Regions from separate parts of the Anas platyrhynchos genome. Here region 1 is linked to region 2. Evidence: chromatin contacts called from public Hi-C data. All regions are on one chromosome and are shown on one strand. The core of a region is the stretch at or near the end of the contact, and the rest is flanking DNA. Distances in the headings are between cores, read along the strand shown. Region 1 overlaps LOC101789803 (SAM and SH3 domain-containing protein 1). Region 2 overlaps LOC101789803 (SAM and SH3 domain-containing protein 1).

Evidence for each region. Hi-C and Micro-C count contacts between places; a contact is called where the count stands out from the background.
Region 1: a Hi-C map of small yellow follicle shows a contact between it and region 2, with 3 times the contacts expected there. The contact joins two enhancer-like sites. A contact is called at or near these places in 3 of 8 Hi-C or Micro-C datasets (F5 follicle, small yellow follicle and subcutaneous adipose tissue).

What each region holds. Positions count from the first base shown.
Region 1 is chr3:52,843,418-52,846,514 of IASCAAS_PekinDuck_T2T, reverse strand. The region is part of intron 4 of LOC101789803 (SAM and SH3 domain-containing protein 1); the gene reads right to left. Among named protein-coding and RNA genes, the nearest start is that of UST, 100 kb to the left of the region's middle. Within about 2 kb of position 1,619, at least 4 of the 8 cell types and tissues checked have an H3K27ac peak or open chromatin away from gene starts, as enhancers often do. A contact at or near this core is called in small yellow follicle, where this site is marked.
Region 2 is chr3:52,784,168-52,787,068 of IASCAAS_PekinDuck_T2T, reverse strand. All of the region lies in intron 1 of LOC101789803 (SAM and SH3 domain-containing protein 1), which reads right to left. Among named protein-coding and RNA genes, the nearest start is that of UST, 160 kb to the left of the region's middle. Within about 2 kb of position 1,623, at least 4 of the 8 cell types and tissues checked have an H3K27ac peak or open chromatin away from gene starts, as enhancers often do. A contact at or near this core is called in small yellow follicle, where this site is marked.

The DNA of each region.
Region 1 (3,097 bases), core at 370-2,869, 59 kb before region 2:
GCCATTTGGTTATCTGCGTGCATTAGAAATGGCCCAGTCACATAATTAGTATCAAAAACTGACAGACTTGTAACTGCTCCTGACTGAACACAAGGTAATTTATCTAACCAGAGCTGGCACAGGGAAGAAAATGGGTCTTTGGTATTTTTATCAAATTTGCATGAACCTGAAGAGAAAGCAGGCCTGCAAGATTCTGACCTTGATGGCACCAGTGTGAGAAAGAGATGGAAAGCAAAGACGTTTCATTCAATTATCTTCTCATTAGGTTTCCATAGCAATGGCTCTTTAAGCAGGTCAAAACTTTCTCAGTGGAAACAAACATGGGGCTGCGTGTGGCTGTGTGTGCGTGTCCCCCACCACGACCACGGTGGAGCCACCGAGCTGCCCGTGGGCACCCAACATGGAAGCCGGTGGCGGGGCTGCGTCGCACATCGCCCAGGCGGCCTACGGGGCTGAGGCAGGGGCAGATCGCTGTCAGCCCAAAGCTCGTCCACGGCCAAGCATGAGGCAGCCAAGGTGACGCACTGCGTGCACTGCTCGCAGTTTGGCTTCCTCGTGAAAGGCGGCCTTCACGCTGCCCAGCACCCAACTTCCAGGACAGAAAGCTCCTGCCAGCGGCTCGGCTCCGAGGAGCACTGGTCCCCCTCCTCACGTGTCCCAGGCGGTGCTTGGCTGGCCTCTCGCTCCCATTGTGAGGGTTATTGTGGGAGTTTCCTGCCCTACTTCTCTGGAGGAGGCTGTTTAAAGGCAGCATGAATAATTTGGCTTTGACTAAATCAGGCCTCAAACAAGTGACAACGGGGCCGTACACATTCACTGCTTCTTTTTGATTCCTGCAAGCACAGGGTATAAAGAAATGCATCTTAAATGAGGACATCTCCAGTACGGCAAGCTTTTACTTCTTCCTTTTTTTCCTTCCAACACTCCTTTCCATTTTTAACCTACCCAAAAGGAACAATTTATTCCGTCAGTAATTAAGTGCAGCCTTTGGCATCCTCACTTTAGGGTTTTGTTTGTTTTCTGCTTTGTTCTCCTCAGTTTCTGCCCTCTCCTTGCCTCACGTCCTCTGGCAGAGGACTCCTGTTTCTTTGCAGAAGAGCTTTCAAATATCTGCCAAAGTTAATTCGGGCACCCTGTCAAGTTGCCAGAATCAAATATGACAGAATTTAAGCCCCCCCATCCATGACCTGGAGTGATGATTTAATAACCTCCTGCTTTCAGAGCTTGACCTCTAGTTTGGATGCAGTAGGGGAAGAGGATTAGGAAATCTAGCGTTAAAAACTACTGGCAAAGGCCAGTAGATTAGTGTACCAAAGGGGGCAGAATTTAGGCTTGCATGAACTCTGCTGCAAAATGAAAGCTGTTTTTAAAGACTGCTGTTTTCAGCAGCAAACACTGCTGAACATGGGGACACAAAACTGCAGGCACTCTCCCAGCCTCGGGCTGATGCGGAGTTCAAGCTTATTCCGCAGGAGTGTGACCGGTGTTACTATGGCACGTCCACTGCAGAAAATCCTTAAGAACAGATTCAGTCAATAGTTCCTCCTACAGGGCCGACAACATGCAGATAACCACTTCTGTTGTGGCTTCACTGGCTGGCTGCTAACAGCCTCAGAGAAAACCCCAACTACTGAGCAGCCTGCAACTCCTCCTCTGACATCCACAACAAGTAACCAAGGAGCCGGCCAAACTGCATCCACTCAACATGGGAGAAGCTCGGTTTGAGACGTGCACCCTGTACATGCGGAGCACACGACAAAGATACTCACTCTGCAGAGCAGCTGAAGCCAGGAGCTGAGCACGCAGCTGCCAGAGGGACAGCAGCTCCCCTGTGCTGGAATGCAAAGCCCCCGAGCAATGCTGCCCCATACGTGTGAGCTGCTTGCCAGCATCTTCTGCTCCGTGAGGCTGTTTCTGCTCAGCTTCCTGCTCTGGCAGAGTCTGGGATTTCAGTATTCAGGATCATTGGGCAGAAAACATTTAAAATGTACTGAGCTGCAGGCTGAGAAGTATAGCTAGACAAAACATGGCACTCGATATGAAGTATGACCATTTACTTGGTCAGCAGTGTTCTTGAGTGGTACAGATCTAGAAAGAGATGGTGACTCATGCAGAAGTTGTCAATTGATAACATTCACTGGCACGCAAAGGTGGTAAGAATGCCTGTGAAATGCCACAAGCATTGCCCCATGCATTATTTTGTGTCCTTCCTTTCTCTAGCAGCTGCAAATAAAAAGAATGAGTGCACAGGAGTGAGAGACTGTACCTCATCCTGCCTGTATATAGTGCTCTTGGGTCTCTCACCCACTTTTCTCTCTTTCCGGGCAGTTCTCTGATGCACCATGTTTGAAATTTGCCCAGAGGCTGCTGGAGTGAGCAGTGAGAGCAAGCAGATCTATTTCCCAAGAGGGAAAATACACAACTTCCCCTCTGCAACATCCCCAGTTCTTCTGAAAACAGGATGAGAGTCAGGATGCAGAAGCCTGACTTCAGGGGACTGGGTTTAACCTGGATTTCCTGGCAAACATGCAGAGCTCATCAGTTTGTCATGTAGGCCTGAATACTCAAAAATGGAACAGGCTAAAAGTTGAATTACATTGTTTTAAATGCTCTGTTTACAATTATGAGAAAACCCTGCTCAGTCCCCTGCCTGGGTAAACATCCTTGGGGTGTTGCCATCACTTTGAAATAATAGGGATTGTATATACAAACACATCCCCAGATCAACATGCTATGGGGACAAAGAGGGAATAGTAACTACGAAGAACACACTTACTGCCTATTTGCTACAGTGATTATTCTTCTGGCAAATCAGAAGTCAGGGTGTCTAATTGCAGCACTTGCAGTTCTGGGGAGATTTCTGTTTAAAATGAAATGTCACGGATAGAGATGCTGCTGCCACTTTGCTGGAGGCAGACTGAGAGTCTGCAAAGTTACACCAGCACCCCAACTGATGCTGTGACTGCCGTTTAAAAGAAGGAAATTTTGGAAAGGGCAAAGGGAAATGAAATTAATTAGTAAGAGAGAAAAAAAAAAAAACGAAAACAACTATAAACACCTCATTCCATGCCTTCCATTATTTGCTGAATATTATATG
Region 2 (2,901 bases), core at 374-2,873:
TGGGCACTGACAAAGCTACAGGTTCATTAGTCAAGGTCCAGGCCATGCAATCACAAAGCAGAAAATTATCAGCAGCACTTCATGTTAAAAGAGGTATTGTTACCAATCGTTTTGCTGGGTCATTAGAAAGCAATTCTCATTCATCCTGTGTTACTGAACCTACCAAAGCCTGAGCACAAAGCGTGCTCACCAACCCTTAATACCCTAATGATGGGCAAAGTGGAAATGAAGAAAGCCTGTGCTGCTGCATGAAGGAAAAAATATAGAGGGGACCCAGCTAAAAGCAGAGACTACATACGATTGAGGGATTTCCACATATGATTTCTATTTTCCACATCATTTTTTACATTTTCCTGTTGTTTAGACTATGCTAGTTTTTCATATCCACAAAAGGAAGCATCATTAATGTAAACCTGGTATGCCATTGCTCTTAGCATTGACACAACAAGCTTAGTTCATTGACTTTCAATATGTAAAAATTCAGAGGGGAAAACAAAAAGTATTTCAAAACACTAATAATGGAGCCGGTATTCACAGCAAACCAACAACACATAGAAACAACAAAATAGAAAATTTGTCTCAAGGTTACAATTTACCTTTAAATTAAAGTTACTTTCTATTAAACAGCAGCTCTCAGCAGAAAAAGAGGAGATGTAAAAACCCTCCCTACCTCTTTCTCTGTAATGCAAAAGCCAGGGAAACCCTGAGTTTGCTTTCAAGAAAGATCGTAGAGGGCACCAGATCCACAAACTCTTATCAGTCCTGTGTAGGGTCTTGTGGAGACTGCACTGCCGGCTGGAGACATCTGTGTTATGTGACCTGGCATGTGAGAAAAAGCCTGGACCAAAGGTTATCTCTGTGAGCTGTCTTTCTTCATAACGGGATTAGTGGGGCTAGGTGTAACGTTTTGTGGAGACAAGAGGGAAAGGAAATGCAACAGGTTATGTCTGAAGAAGAAAGCTAAACACCTAAACTGAAAGTCAATCTCCATTTGGATCCCTTTATCTGAAGGGATACCACTCTGTGGTTCTGTAAACCAGAAGAAATGAAAGGTATCAGTCTAGAGAGCAGGGGTTAAGCCTACTGGGCTTTATCCTTACTCTTGCAACTGGGACACACTTTAAAAACACACCCCAAAGTCTCAGAAATCCTTTTAAATAGAATGTCTCCAAGTGCTTCCGAGCCAGTGAAGCAGCACCACAGCCATTCTGCAGACCCCATAAAAGTTGGGTATACCCCTCCTCCAAACGCACACCCTACCGGAGCCAGGACCCGGCTGCCTGCCCGCACCAAGTGCTTATGGCTGAGGCCAAAGCAGCCTCTGGGTGCCAAGCAGACATCAAAGAAGGGGAGGCACTTGAATGAGGTGCTGGGAGGGTGACGGAGGGACAAGATTTCTGCTGCAGGTCATGGCAAACCTTTGGCGGCTTCAGGAAGAGCAGTCCTGGGAGGAACCTGCAGCTGGCACGAGCTGCCGCAATGCCTCTGGCTGCTGCTACCAGCCGGGATCTGCTTCCCCCATCTCCACGTTGCCTGGCTTCCTACCAAACTCCTCTCCCCAAAGCATGCTAGCCAGTACGCAATTACACGTTATCACTGGGGTATTATCAGCTGGCGTCTTTCTTTCAGTTTGTTTCTTTATTACTTTGATAAGAAATCCAAATAGCCACCGAAACACAGAGAGCAGGCTAGATCATATATATGTAAATATTACAGCTCCCCGGACAAGCAAAGGGGAGCCTTATTGTCCTCAAAGCAGATACTGTGTTCTCTTCAGCTAACAACAGTCGGTAGGGAAGCACTGGTTGTCTCTTGGCATGGTAACTGCAAAATATTATGGAAAGATAAAATTATCTTCTTCAGATCTTATAATGGATTCAATAGTTGGGAATCTGAAACCAACTACTGCTTTGGAATGAAATTCCAGGAAGACTTCTAACTCATCGTGTCTCTTGCAAGTTCCTCTGTATCTTCTTCAGGTTGTCCCATGAAGACAAAAGCTCCTCACATGAAAAAGTCTTCTTCAGCAAAATCCCTGTTCCGTCAAAACTGACCAGAGTTTTGCCAGTGATTTCATTAATGTCAGAATTTCACCCAGATACCTGCTCCAGCTATGGAGGGAAAAGCAACGCATTGGCATAAAAGACACCACAGGGTCTTCTACATACAAAGGTCAACAGGCCAAGTTTTGGAAGGCCACCTTTAAAAGAACACAATTCTTGATTTTCACTTCATACGGCAACTTATTTTCAGATCCATATACAAACTTCCAGTCCCCACTAGTGGAGAGTTTGCCATTACCTCATAAATACCCGATTCCATGCACTACATACCTCAAAAAAATATCCTTTTCATGGTGCTGAATTTCAGGGATGCAGAGAATTCCTACGCTATTGCTCACAATCCACGTCCTGCAAGCTCAAAACCTTACTATCCTTCAGCCAGCCACTGCTGCTCTGAGACGCTGCAAATTGCAATTAACCAGTACATTCCGTCACCAGCTTGCTACAAACTAAGCAAGAGCTTTTAAGTCTAATTGTGTTATCTAGTAAGCTCCATTAACAGTACAAATAGCTTTGAGGCACTTCTACCACAGCTGCAACTATGGAATATTTCATTAGAATAAGCGCAAAAGGGAAAAGTTGCATTCACTTCACCGAAATCCCAGTACAGCTGCAAATACACTCGATATTTGTCAAGTATAGTGAGAGTTATTAAGCGACTTCAAAGTCCTTAAAATATGCTGCTTACCAGCAGCACTTGACAAGTATTTGCTTCCCCTCCGGACCTGGGATCTGCCATCACAGGTTCCTGCTAATAAGGTCCTATCTGAAGCTACCTAAATTAAATGCACACAAACAACAACATATATGCATTGGCCTGAGCGAGGGGGGCTCAGCT